Linked DNA regions of Mus musculus: regions 1, 3 and 4 are each linked to region 2. A link is a contact called in public HiChIP or PLAC-seq and Micro-C data. All regions are on one chromosome and are shown on one strand. Each heading gives the region's core, a stretch centred on a gene start, on an enhancer-like site or on the middle of the called end of the contact. The rest is flanking DNA. Distances are from core to core; before and after follow the strand shown. Region 1 overlaps Parvb (parvin, beta). Region 2 holds the start of Arhgap8 (Rho GTPase activating protein 8). Region 3 holds the start of 5031439G07Rik (RIKEN cDNA 5031439G07 gene). Region 4 overlaps Shisal1 (shisa like 1).

Evidence for each region. A called contact is a pair of places that touch in the nucleus more often than the background predicts. HiChIP or PLAC-seq counts read pairs in DNA pulled down with a chosen protein or histone mark.
Region 1: an H3K27ac HiChIP or PLAC-seq map of trophoblast stem cells shows a contact between it and region 2, with 4 times the contacts expected there. The contact joins the enhancer-like site here to the promoter of Arhgap8 in region 2. A contact is called at or near these places in 6 of 39 promoter capture datasets (the 3T3-L1 cell line, 3T3-L1-derived adipocytes, hippocampal neurons and 2 more), 1 of 484 Hi-C or Micro-C datasets (cerebral cortex), 4 of 115 datasets of contacts at active chromatin or transcription factors (kidney, large pre-B cells, pancreatic cancer cells and 1 more) and 2 of 9 other capture datasets (embryonic stem cells and liver).
Region 3: an H3K4me3 HiChIP or PLAC-seq map of embryonic stem cells shows a contact between it and region 2, with 14 read pairs. The contact joins the promoter of 5031439G07Rik here to the promoter of Arhgap8 in region 2. A contact is called at or near these places in 3 of 39 promoter capture datasets (the 3T3-L1 cell line, the C10 cell line and liver), 1 of 15 datasets of contacts at CTCF or cohesin (the NIH/3T3 cell line), 10 of 115 datasets of contacts at active chromatin or transcription factors (craniofacial prominence, embryonic basal ganglia, embryonic stem cells and 3 more) and 2 of 9 other capture datasets (adipose tissue and liver).
Region 4: a contact with region 2 is called in a Micro-C map of embryonic stem cells, with 1.7 times the contacts expected there. The contact joins the enhancer-like site here to the promoter of Arhgap8 in region 2. A contact is called at or near these places in 1 of 39 promoter capture datasets (the 3T3-L1 cell line), 2 of 484 Hi-C or Micro-C datasets (B cells and embryonic stem cells) and 1 of 115 datasets of contacts at active chromatin or transcription factors (pancreatic cancer cells).

What each region holds. Positions count from the first base shown.
Region 1 is chr15:84,269,380-84,272,079 of GRCm38.p6, reverse strand. Parvb (parvin, beta) reads right to left here. Exons shown (of 13, transcript NM_133167.3): 2 at 760-849. Among named protein-coding and RNA genes, the nearest start is that of Gm33723, 31 kb to the right of the region's middle. Within about 2 kb of position 1,394, at least 13 of the 459 cell types and tissues checked have an H3K27ac peak or open chromatin away from gene starts, as enhancers often do. A contact at or near this core is called in 3T3-L1-derived adipocytes, where this site is marked.
Region 2 is chr15:84,718,655-84,721,354 of GRCm38.p6, reverse strand. Arhgap8 (Rho GTPase activating protein 8) reads right to left here and starts at 1,303. Exons shown (of 12, transcript NM_001164628.1): 1 at 1,248-1,303. Gm20556 (predicted gene, 20556) reads left to right here and starts at 1,089. Exons shown (of 3, transcript NR_040347.1): 1 at 1,089-1,364; 2 at 2,209-2,658.
Region 3 is chr15:84,986,710-84,989,645 of GRCm38.p6, reverse strand. It overlaps 5031439G07Rik (RIKEN cDNA 5031439G07 gene), which reads left to right and starts at 1,675. Exons shown (of 10, transcript NM_001033273.3): 1 at 1,675-2,037. The coding sequence starts at 1,974. Gm39558 (a long non-coding RNA gene) reads right to left here and starts at 1,611. Exons shown (of 4, transcript XR_875533.1): 1 at 1,514-1,611; 2 at 190-491; 3 at 1-100.
Region 4 is chr15:84,411,312-84,414,292 of GRCm38.p6, reverse strand. All of the region lies in intron 3 of Shisal1 (shisa like 1), which reads left to right. Among named protein-coding and RNA genes, the nearest start is that of Gm46527, 18 kb to the left of the region's middle. Within about 2 kb of position 1,617, at least 130 of the 459 cell types and tissues checked have an H3K27ac peak or open chromatin away from gene starts, as enhancers often do. A contact at or near this core is called in embryonic stem cells and pancreatic cancer cells, where this site is marked.

The DNA.
Region 1 (2,700 bases), core at 145-2,644, 450 kb after region 2:
GAGTTCCAGGACAGCCAGGGCTACACAGAGAAACCCTGTCTCGAAAAAACAAAAAAGAAAAAAGAAATAACTATAAAGAAAACAAGCTGAGCAAGCTAGGGAAAGCAAGCCAGTAAGCAGCACCTCTCCATGGCCTCTGCATCAGCTCCTGCCTCCAGGTTCCTGCCCTGTGTAAGTTCTTGTCCTGACTTCCTTTGGTGATGAACAGCAATGTGGAAAGTGTAAGCTGAATAAACTCTTTCCTCCCCAACTTGCTTCTTGGTCATGATGTTTTGTTCAGGAATAGAAACCCTGACTGAGACAGGCCCACTCGTCCCAGGGAAACTGTCCTCCAGGGGAGGCTGTCCCTTAGCCTCCTCCTCTAGGGGACTACTGGGGTCCACACCCTGAGCCAATACTCATCTTTCCTCTTCTTCTAGGCCAGCTATCAGCTATCTCAAGCCAGAACCTTGTGCCTGGAGCTCCTAGAGTCATCTATCCAGTCCTCAGCTCAGTAACCAAGCCAACTCTTCCTCCGTCTCCTCCACTGTTTGCTCAGCCCTGCTTAGCCACTCCCTGGATCTGTGACGATAACCAGCCACGTTCCCAATGCTAATCATCTATACCTGGATGCCAATCAAATCTGCACTGGAAGACTGGGGCAGAAGCTGGCTTCTCCCTAGAGATCTTGGAATAAGACTCCAGTTCTCAAACACCACCCACCCATGTGGGGTGCCACACCAGGGACAGACACCGAAGGATGCCAAGTGGCCACAGTACCTAGCTGGGTGTCTTCAGGGTGAATGTCCACCAAAGCCGGGGCCATTGGAGAGTTGATGGCGCTCTTGCCTTCTTCCTGTAAGTCAGTCACTGTTGAGCAAAGAGAGACCAGGTCAGTATGCAGGGAACCCAAGAGAAAAGTCCCATGTGTCGAACATGTCACTTGTTTGGCATTCCTTCATGTTGGGCAGCCCAGAGAGGCTGGGGAAAGTATTCCCAGCCCAGAACACCTGCCATTTTTCTTGACATCAAGCAGCTCTTGATGCCTCCCAATCGTGACCAGTCCGTCCACACTGTTCTTTAGAACATGTGACTGAGACATGGAAGCTTCCAGAAGCTTCTGGTTGTTTCTAATGGTTTCCAGACCTGCCTGAGGCTTCTTTGGTAGACAAGGCTTAGACCCCAGAAGATGGATGGAAGTTCCATCTCTCTCGGGCAGAGCTGTCCCGAGGGTGGGGGGACATCTAGACTCGAGGTGTAAACAGGCCCACTTGCATACATGGGTGATCAGAATTTAAAGTGTGCCATGTCCTTTGGGACAGAAGTCTGATGAAGATTCGGTGAACTCTTACATCCTGCACTTTCCTCGAATCTATTTTTAAACAGGCTAGAGTCTCAGACCTGAAGCCAGCTCAGCTGGACACATGCCTCCTCCCAGCTGGGCACAACCCTTTCAGCTCTCTGCCCTGGGAATAGTTAACCTCCCAGAGGTCATCCATCCACAGACAGCCTGGATGTCGCCTCTCGCCTCACTTTCCACCTGGACACCACAGATTCATAACAACCAGCCCTCACTTGCTGAGACTTGGGCCTGCACGGAAGTCTGCTTGGACCATGACCTGAACCCAGCAAAGGCATGGTCCACAGCCCTCCCTCTCCCCAGATTCTCTACAAACTCTGCAGGTATATACACACATGGGCTCCTGGTGATAAGTCACGAAATCTTTATTACCATCTCTGTCTCTCCTGGCCCCTGGACAGGCGCGCTTCCTCCTAAGATCTTAAATCTCTATAGAAGGTAACAGGACTGGGATCAGGGCCAGTAGGAAAAAGAACAGACTAAGGAAGCGAGCCCAGATTCCATGCTGACAGTCTATGGGCCCAGAGACTGCTAACTGCACATGAGCAGTAGGTTTATAGGCTGGGGTAGGGAGTAGTTATGGGGTTCAGTCAGTGTGTACCCCAGTCCTATGGCACCACACAGGAGCTCTTCATCTCTGCAGAAACTCTGATGGCCCTTGGTCACAGCCATGGGGGCGGGGGGGGGGGGGCAACCCAATGTGACACAAGAGCCTGTACAGATGCAGGGCTTGGCTTTTTTCTGCTTACATAAATCTCTAGCACACACACACACACACACACACACACACACACACCCCACACCTAATCTGAAGCCCTGAAACCAGAAATAATGGCTTCTATACCACTGGACTTCAGTCTCCAGACTCTAGCCCCCCAGATCCAGAGGTGACAGAGACAGGTCACCACCTGCCACTTCTTACAGCCGAGAGAGAGAGAGAGAGAGAGAGAGAGAGAGAGAGAGAGAGAGAGAGCTGTCACTTGCTGACCACACATCTTGCCTGAGGAGATCTCTCCAGGGCCAAGTGTCCCACGACTTTGTGATTTCCCAGTGGAACTTATACAGAGACAACCCCTCTAAATTCTTCCCGGAATACCAGTCACCTCAACGCTTTAGCACCTTATGTGTTGGTCACCCAGCACCCACAACAGCAGGTGATAGGGACAGTGTCATGAATACCACAAAGGCTTCGGGACAGGAGCCCCTGCCCTGCTGCCTGGGAGACCCCAAGCCAGTCCGGTTAAGCCCTCTGACCTACTGCCTCAGGTGGTGTTTCCTGTTTGTTCTCTTAGGTCTCCAGACAGGCTGAAGAACACCAGTACCCAGCTTGGAACAGGACACACAACAGGCTCTTGGCACGA
Region 2 (2,700 bases), core at 54-2,553:
TACAGCCTCAGGCCACCACACACCTGGTTTATGTGTCTCAGGGAAACAAACCCAGGGCTTTGTGTATTCTAGGCAGAGGTTCTACTAATTTAGTTACATCCTGCTGTTCTCTTTAACTGAGGCCACCTCTATGCCCCTCATTGACAGGAAACCCCCAACCTTACACAGTTCTCCAAAGTTGCACTTTACTGTTAGCGGATTCAAGTACATACCCGGGGCTCACCCATTTAGACTTCTTCTGGACCACCCAGCAACCTAGGGCCACACCCACCTGCTTAACTCCCACCCCATCTTCCAGCTCTACTGCAGCGTCCTCCACAAAAGTCCCCACACCCCCTGGCTTCGACCACGGAGAGCTTATTCTGGGCTCCCGAGAGCTGAGAACAGACAAGAGGCTGACCTGACCTCTGGGAACAGCTGGACTCAGACTTCCAGTTACCTGCCCCCTCCTCCATCCCGGTTCTGACTCGGGGAAGGGTTTGGCGGGGCATTCTACAAGGAACTCATAAACATATCTTGAAACAACAGAGGCCAATGAAGATTGCTTACTTTCCGAGGCGTACTGAGTTCTCACTTCGACCAAGTTCGCCCTGACTGGCTGACAGCGCGCGCACTAGAATCTAGTCCCAGAGCAGAACCTGGGACCGCCAGGCCCTTTCCCCACACCAGCCAAAAGAACTAAGGAATGCCACCCCTCCCCCCAGTGGCCTCCGCAGTTCCCCTAGCAGGGCCTCGGCAGCTAGCTACACTGACTGCACCTCCCTCTTAAGAATTCTCGAATTCTCGGGAGGCCTTTGCCAGGTTTGGGAAAGTGAAAGAAGCCCGCAGCAGTCTGCCTTACCTAAGTGGGGACTTCCCAGGCCCGCGGCCTATAAATCTTGGGAGTTGCACCCAGTGTGACAACGTGACCAGACAGACCCCAGTCTCGGGCCCCAAGTGCGAGTTCAGCATCCGCCCTGGCCTCAGTGTTGCCACCTGTTAGGCGGGAAAGATGCCACCATGATGCGCTCAGGTTTGGTGCGGGAGCCGAGGGGCTACTGCCATGTGCTGACCCCGGGGGCCCAAAGGGGACCGAACCTGGGTCGGAAGAAAAGCAGGGGGCACAGAAAGCGGGGACAAGGTGGGGAGTAGAGGGACACCCAGGAGAAGTTGGGACGGGAAGAGGCCAGGACCAGGGATAGGAGCCGCGCCTTCCCACCCGAGCAGGTCCCCAAGGGGGGGACTCACCGGACCACCGAGCACCTCACCTGGTCTCTGCAACGCCAGCCACACACCTGGCCCGTCCCCGGACAGGCCCCTCCCCAACAGGCCCCGCCCAATGTCAGAGCGCACAGCCGGGAGTCCCCAGGGTGGGCGGGACCAGGGTAGGTGGTTCTAACTCTAGGCGGGAGGGAGCTACGGGACGCTGGCCCTCAGCAGCTGCTAGCCCTCACTTTTACCCGCATTTGAGATGCGCCTGGTGAGAGGGGAAACAGGAGATCTGTGCTGAGTTGGAAAACACAGCCCGCGTCTCCAAGCGTCCGACCTGCTCTCCCAGGCCTGACCTCGGTGCGGGTACGGGGCTCTCTGTCTGCTGCCTCTGCCCTTGGGGTGTCGGGGTGTCGCTGTCCCTTCCCTTCTGAGTCTCCAGCCCTTCGTAGCTATGGTTCAAAACCACTCCCACAACCCTATGACTTGCCTCTAAGCACAAAGAGGCCTTGGTGACCTAGGGAGAACAGACCAGAGGTGGGGGCACGTAGGTGGTTTTACCAAAGCGTGGACTTCTGCCTCCAAGCTTCCGGACTTCACGCAGAGCCTGCACCTCTTTCCGGCTACACCTCATCTCCTGCCTCTACCTGTTGTCCACCAACCTAACGGCCTTGAATGATCTCAGCTCTCACCCTAACCCCAAGCTCAGGCTCCTAGCTGTGTTGGATACCCAGCCTATGCAGGGACATACTACGGCCTCCCAACTCCTCCTCATCTCATTCTTCCAATGGTGCGGTCCAAACTCGAGTCCTCCTCATATTCTATGTGTGGTCCACTCTCAAGCCCCAAGAGCACCTACAAAGTATGTCACTGTACCACATGCTGACCCCAGGGGACCAAAGGGGACTGAACCCAGGTTGGAAGGAAGGCAGGGGCACAGAAAGCAGGGACAAGGTAGGGGGTGGGTGAAGTTGGTGATCTCCTAGCCTCTTCCTCACTGGTCCATCTGTCTCCACACAGGCTCAGAGGCCCCTTTCTGAAGATTCTCACACAGAACTCCACTCGAAGTGTTCCCAGTAGATGAGGCAGCTCCACAAGCCAGCTGAAGGGATCATGGCCCTAGGGAACATTTGTGGAGCAGCTAAGAGAGCAGCTGAGACATCACTCACCTCTAGAGGGTGTTGTGACTTCAGGGGACAATCAACAGAAACCACCATCTCCAGTTTCTGGAAATAACTGGGTCTCAGCCAACCAGCACAGGCCCCACGGAGGGCAGGCTCCTCCAGTGGATCTGATGGACCTTACTGGATGGGGAGAAAGAGAAAACATGGCTTGCTGCATCTACCATCTCTACCCTCGTGGGGGAAGCTTGGCTCACTGTGGATGCTTAGTGAAAGTCGAAACCATGCCCACTGACCTTTGCTGAACACACAGCTGAAGCCCTGTGACAGAAGACAGCTTAACAAGCAGGTAGCATGCGTGATTTCTTCCTGTAAGAGTTTAATGTTTTTC
Region 3 (2,936 bases), core at 426-2,925, 270 kb before region 2:
CTCCTGTGCCTGACTCTAGGACTATGGTTTTCAACCTGTGTGTCATTTCAGCTCCCATTGTGGGGTTCAATGATCCTTTCATGGGGGTCACCCTAGACCACTGGAAAACACAGATATTTATATTATGATTTATAACTAGTAAAATTAGATATGAAGTGGCTACAAAAGTAAGTTATGGTTGGGGCTCACCATAAAACAAGGAAATGTATTGAAGGGTCCCAGCATCAGGAAGGTTGAGAACCACTGCTCTGGGACCATGGAATTAGTCACTCAAGCCCTACCCTGAGCATCTCAGGGGAGCGGTACAAATCCCAGGTAAGGCTTGAACAGTATGCCAAAGCTGCCAATTTCCTGCTCTGGAGTGGTTTCCACACCTTGTGGTCCCACCCCACCTTCCTTAGAGACAATCTTCCTCAGCAGGCCTCTCTCCAGTCTCCATCACACAGCCTGCATTTATTGGGCGCTGGGAATACAGTTGTCAGAAGCCAGGCCTGAGGAATACACAGTGTCTTAGTTAGAGCTGCCATGGTGCAATGTCACAGACGGGAGGCTTAAACCATTCTGAGGACTGGGAAGCCCAAGGGAAAGGGGCTGGTTTTCTGAGACGCCTCCTACAGCTATGCAGTGTGATGTCAGGGGAGTGGTAAGGATGCTGTGCCTAGGAATAATAGAACAGGAGGCAGGCAAGATATAGTTTGTTTGTTTTTGAGGAAATGTATTGGAGGACACTGGGATCCAAAGGAGACAGGAGACTAGGAGAAGGGTATCCCAGACAGGGTGAAGAAGAGTCGGGGCAGACAGAACTTTATGCTTAGCATGATTGTGAGAATTTGACACTGGAAATGTAACTGGCTGAGACCAGCAGTGCATGGTCACCTACCCTGGTCCTGGGAAAGGACCACCGAGTGAGTTCAGAACGTGGCTTCTGGCGGCTGCTCCCTGCATCTTCCTCTTTTAGCACAGGGATGGATGCCCAGCTGGACCTTGGCCTTTAATTAGGATCACATGCAAGCTGATCTGATCCACCTCTGGCCTCTAGTCAGCACAGGAGCTAAGACAGGAAGCAACTCTCTGACCCCTTTTCCTAAGTGTTCAGCAGAGGAAACTGAGGCGTCCCAGGAGACCTCCGAAAGGAGGTGGTAACTTCTTGTTGAGTTTTGTGAAGCAAGTTTTTAGCAGAACCTACTTGGAAGGTTCAGACAGAAATAAGCAGAGCTGGTGTGCTGGAGGCTTCAGGGAATGCACAGGGCGGTGACAAAGCGCAAAATCAGTGAGGCGCAGAGGGGGCGGCTCAGAGGCGTGACTCTACTGGAGGGGGGGCGGGGGGCGGGAGAAAGTGGACTCAGGGTTGGGGAACACGGGCAGCAGGGAAGGTCAGCAGGCCAAGGAAGGTGTGGGAATGAGATGACGAGAACGTCACGCGACAGGTTGGAGCGAGGACGCGATGGGCTTTTGAAGTTGGCAGCAGCTGGTCGCAAGGAAGTAGGCGGGGCCAGGACCAGGGACGACTCACCGCCTTGCCCAGAGATCTGGGCGGAGTTTTAGGAGTATGAGGCAGGGCCTTTGCGTGTCGGGGGCGGGGAAAGGGCGGGTTTGGGGGCGGGCCCGCGTCGGGGGTGGGGCCTGGGCGGTGTCGAGCGCGCGCGGGCGGGCGGTGGCGGAGCTGAGGATCGCAGTGCTCCGCTGTGCTCCGAGGTCGGCGGTGGCGACGGCGGCGGCGGCGACGCACACAAAAGCGGATTGTGGCTTCACTGGTGCTCGCGGCGGGCGGCAGCGGGGCACGGGCGGCGGGGCGTGTCGGTGGCCCCCGCGGGCGCGGCGCGGGCGATGAGCCGGGGCCCGGCATGGCCTCCGCGCGGCCGCCGGGCAGGGCCTGTGCCTCGGCGTCCGCGCCCGCGGGGCTCCGGGCTGGGCCGGCCGCCTCCCGGGAGTCCGTGGACAGCAGCGAAGCGGAGGAGCGCTCGTTGCAGCACATGCTGCGCGCCATAGCCGAGGAGCGCGGACGCCTTAGCCTGCGCCGTGAGGTCTGCGGCCTGGGTGAGTGACGGGGACGGGCGCGCGCGTGAGTGTCCGCGCGAGTCCACCTCCGCTAGTCCCCCTGTGCTCCTTGCCCTCCGTGCATCCCCACCGCCCTGGGCTCTGTCTTTCGGGACCCCAAGTCTCAGTGTCTTTTTGGTACCACAGAACCCCGATCCTTGTGTCTCCGCGTCCCTATCTTCCTCTGACCGCCAGGATATCTGTCCCAGCTCCTTCTTCCTCTTCGTGGTTCCTTAACTCTTCTTCCTTCTCCTGGAAGATCTGGGGGCCCCACTGCTGCTGCAGGGAGTGTGGGCGTGAGATTTTGGGAGGCCCTTGAGTTCAGAGTTCAAGGCAGTGTGCCCTGACCACATTCCCCAGCCCACATGGAAGACCGCGGCTCTTGATTGCTGTAGCCTTTGTCTTTCTGCACCTAAAGGTCCTCTTGTCCATTAGCTCTACAAGGGACCTGTTGGGCCTCTGCCCCTTGACCCACCTACTTAGCACTGGAATCAGGGATTTGCTACAGCCTCTCCGGGTGTGATTCTGGTCTAAGGAGTCATTCAGCTGCTGGGTGGGGTGGGGGTGTCTCATTGTTTGAAAGGGCCTGGGAGGTGTGGGTGGGGTCGTCTTGGATGTGAGGTAATGCATAACTGATACATTTGCCCAGAACCATGTGGCAGAAACCCCCTCCCCTATAATCTTGGGCTTGTCATTTTCTCTAAAAAAAAAAAAAAAGACCCCTCCCTTCTTCATGTAAGGAATGACTTCATTCTATGTTGTGTCCCCTCACCCCCACCTCCCTGTCAGGGCTTGAGTTCTCTTTGAGGGAAGTAACAGCCTTCTAGATCCTGTCAGTGCTCCAAAGTGGAAGTGTACCCTGGTACCCTGGTAGGACCACAGTAGCAGAGGGAGAGGGT
Region 4 (2,981 bases), core at 368-2,867, 310 kb after region 2:
GGTTGAGACTCAGCGTGCTACAGGTGCCCTGGAAAAGCCAGGCAGAGGCTGGGCCCCCCACAAATAGACTTCCTCGAGGTCTGGCACCTGGGGTCTGGGAGCCTCCCTTAGAAGCCCACAGGTTTCTATAATCTGCTCCCACAGGGTTTCCCACAAAGCAGGCACAGGGGCCTGGCTGTTGCTGCTGGCTGCCAATACCCAGGGCCTTCCCCCAGAGGGAGTGGGAATGGTGATGCTCTGAAGCTTCGTTGAGTTTTTAATCCTTGGCTTTCGGAAGCACTCCAGGCGGGACAAGGCATCTGTGAGTCTCTGTGCTGTCTATCCTGCCGTGCTGGTCACAGGGACTCACAGCCACAGCTAGCTGGTTTGACACAGGAGAACAGTGGGGAATCTCAGACATCCTAGGGCTCTGGAGACCCCACCTTAGGAACTCTGGAGAGTCTTCTGGCAGAGGCAGACCTTAGAGGGAGGCTCAGGAAGGCACTCTGATGTTAGGGTCTGGTCCTCCTTCACTGTGAGATCACCTGGGCCTGGGCGGGACTATTCCAGCCTCTACCTGTCAGATGTAAGGACCAACCCACACCCACCCCGCTGACACCAGTGTCCCTTGACAGATGTGGGGCCTGCTGACCTAGGGCATCTTCCTTTGTAAGCAAGCGTCTAGCCATCTTCCTGATACTCCCTCTCCGTAGGGTGATACAGCTGGGCCCTGCTGTCTCACCACCAAGCCAGCACTCCTTCTAAGGGAGCCGAGGCAGCCAGACCTAGAAGTGAAGTCGGAATGAGTAACTCTGGGCAGACTCCTTGCAGAGGAGGAGTGGACATGGATGAGACTGGGTTAGGCCTGGCCTCCCAGGTGGGACAGGGCTTCCTAGACAAGGTCAGGGGGTGGGGTGGTGTGGGGGGTTCTCAACCAAGGGCGGGGCCTCCCAGCCAGGGGCAAGGCTTCTCAGCCAGGGGCGGGGCTTCCCAGCCAGAGGCAGGAACTCCCAATTGGTTGGGATAGGAATTCTATCCTGAAAGCTGTAAGCGGCATTTGTATCATAGAGCAAGCTATTGGGACGAGGACCCTGGGGACCTGATCAGTCCACAAAAGCCAGAATGTGGCTTGGGAGGGAATCAAGCCACACAGAGGGGCAGTGGGAGCCTTCTGTCCAGTTTCCAGGCTCAGGGGCTTTGTGGAGAGAACCCAGGCCCAGGGACCTATAGCAGGGGTTGGCTTCCAGGTGGACTCAGTTATAGAGAGGTGACAAGAGGTGAATCTTTGGGAGTCAGAAGTCGGGATGACAGCCTGAAATGTGGCCAAAGAAAGTCACTGTTACTGTAGGGTAGACTCACCGTATGGAGACAACTTGTGGATTCACTACCATTTAGGACCTTTGCCATACCAAAGTCACAGCCACCCTGACTCACTCAGCCTCAGACTCTCTGGGAGGGAGAAGAGAGGGACCAAAAACATGTGGATGAGGTTCCCTTGTCCTGGACCCCAGCAAGTTGGCAAGGGTTGAGGCTGGGGACACAGACACCCTTGATCTGTCATTCAGCCACAGGGCAGGAGGCTGGGCCTTGTCTGAAGCCAGGGAAGTTGCCCCATCTCCTGAGGCTGGAGATCCAGAATCTCAGGCCCCGCCCAATGGTTCAAGCCAGTGTGACACCCCGCCCCCCAAGAGGCTCCTCCTCCTCCACCGCAGTGAGTCAGCAGGAGGTGGGCTGGTGACCTGGTCTTATTTATTTGTGTGTTTTGGATGAACAGAGTGTTGTGTGGTGATTCCAGCTGCCTGGCAAGAAGGCAAGCCACTGAACGCGAAAAGGAGGCTGCTTTGCCAATTCCACCACCGCAGCAAGATGCCTGCTTCCAGCCCAGCAGGCAGCCAGGGGCCAAAGGAGGGCCAGCCAGGCACCCTACACCCCTCCTAGACTGGTCTTGTCCCTGACAAGTCAGGGGGGAACCTTTGCTCAGAGCCACAGGAGAAAGCAATCAGCTTTCTCTGTGTGTCTCTCTGTCTCTCTGTGTCTCTCTGTCTCTCTTGTGCTTGCATGCATGCTCTCTCTGTCTCTCTGTCTCACTCTATCTCTGTTTCTCTGTCTCTCTATCTCTCTTGTGCTTGCATGCATGCTCTCTCTCTGTCTCTCTGTCTCACCCTGTCTCTGTTTCTCTGTCTCTCTATCTCTCTTGTGCTTGCATGCATGCTCTCTCTCTCTCTGTCTCACTCTATCTCTGTTTCTCTGTCTCTCTATCTCTCTTGTGCTTGCATGTATGCTCTCTCTGTCTCACTCTGTTTCTGTTTCTCTGTCTCTCTGTCTCTCTTGTGCTTGCATGCATGCTCTCTCTCTCTCTCTCTCTCTCTCTCTCTGTCTCACTCACTCTGTCTGTCTCTCTGTCTCTCTCTTGTGCCTACCTGTATGCTCTCTCTGTGTGTCTCTCTGTCTCTCTCTTTCTTTCTCTCTCTCCCGAGGCAGGATGCCAGGCGATGGCTAGGAAAGAGGGCCTGCAGGTGTGGAGATTGGTCTCCAGAAAAAACAGAGCAGTTGGCTCTCCTGGGCCTGAATCTGGGCGGACCACTAGGTCGAACTGGGTCTGTGTTCAACACGCTGCCTCTTGACCCTGTGGTCCTGCTCTTTGGTTAAGCCTATTAGCAGCTAGGCCCAAAGAGACAGCAGCTCACCCCACTGGAACATCCCTTGACAAGGAAAATAACATTGTTTTTTATACAAGTGAGCTCCACCTCCCAGGTTACTAAACACAAGACCTGTGCCACCTATGACTGCACCAGCCGACCTCTTCCTGGAAGTGTAACTTTAGGCATGGTTTCCTGCTTGTCCGTGCCTAGACCTATTGAGGATGTCCTCAGTGATTTTTATTTGTGATTGTTTAGATACAGGGTCTCATTCTGTAGCCCAGGCTAGCCATGAACTCAAGATTCTTGTTCCTTAGTCTCCCGAGTGCTGGGGATCACAGGTGTGCACCACCACACCTGGCT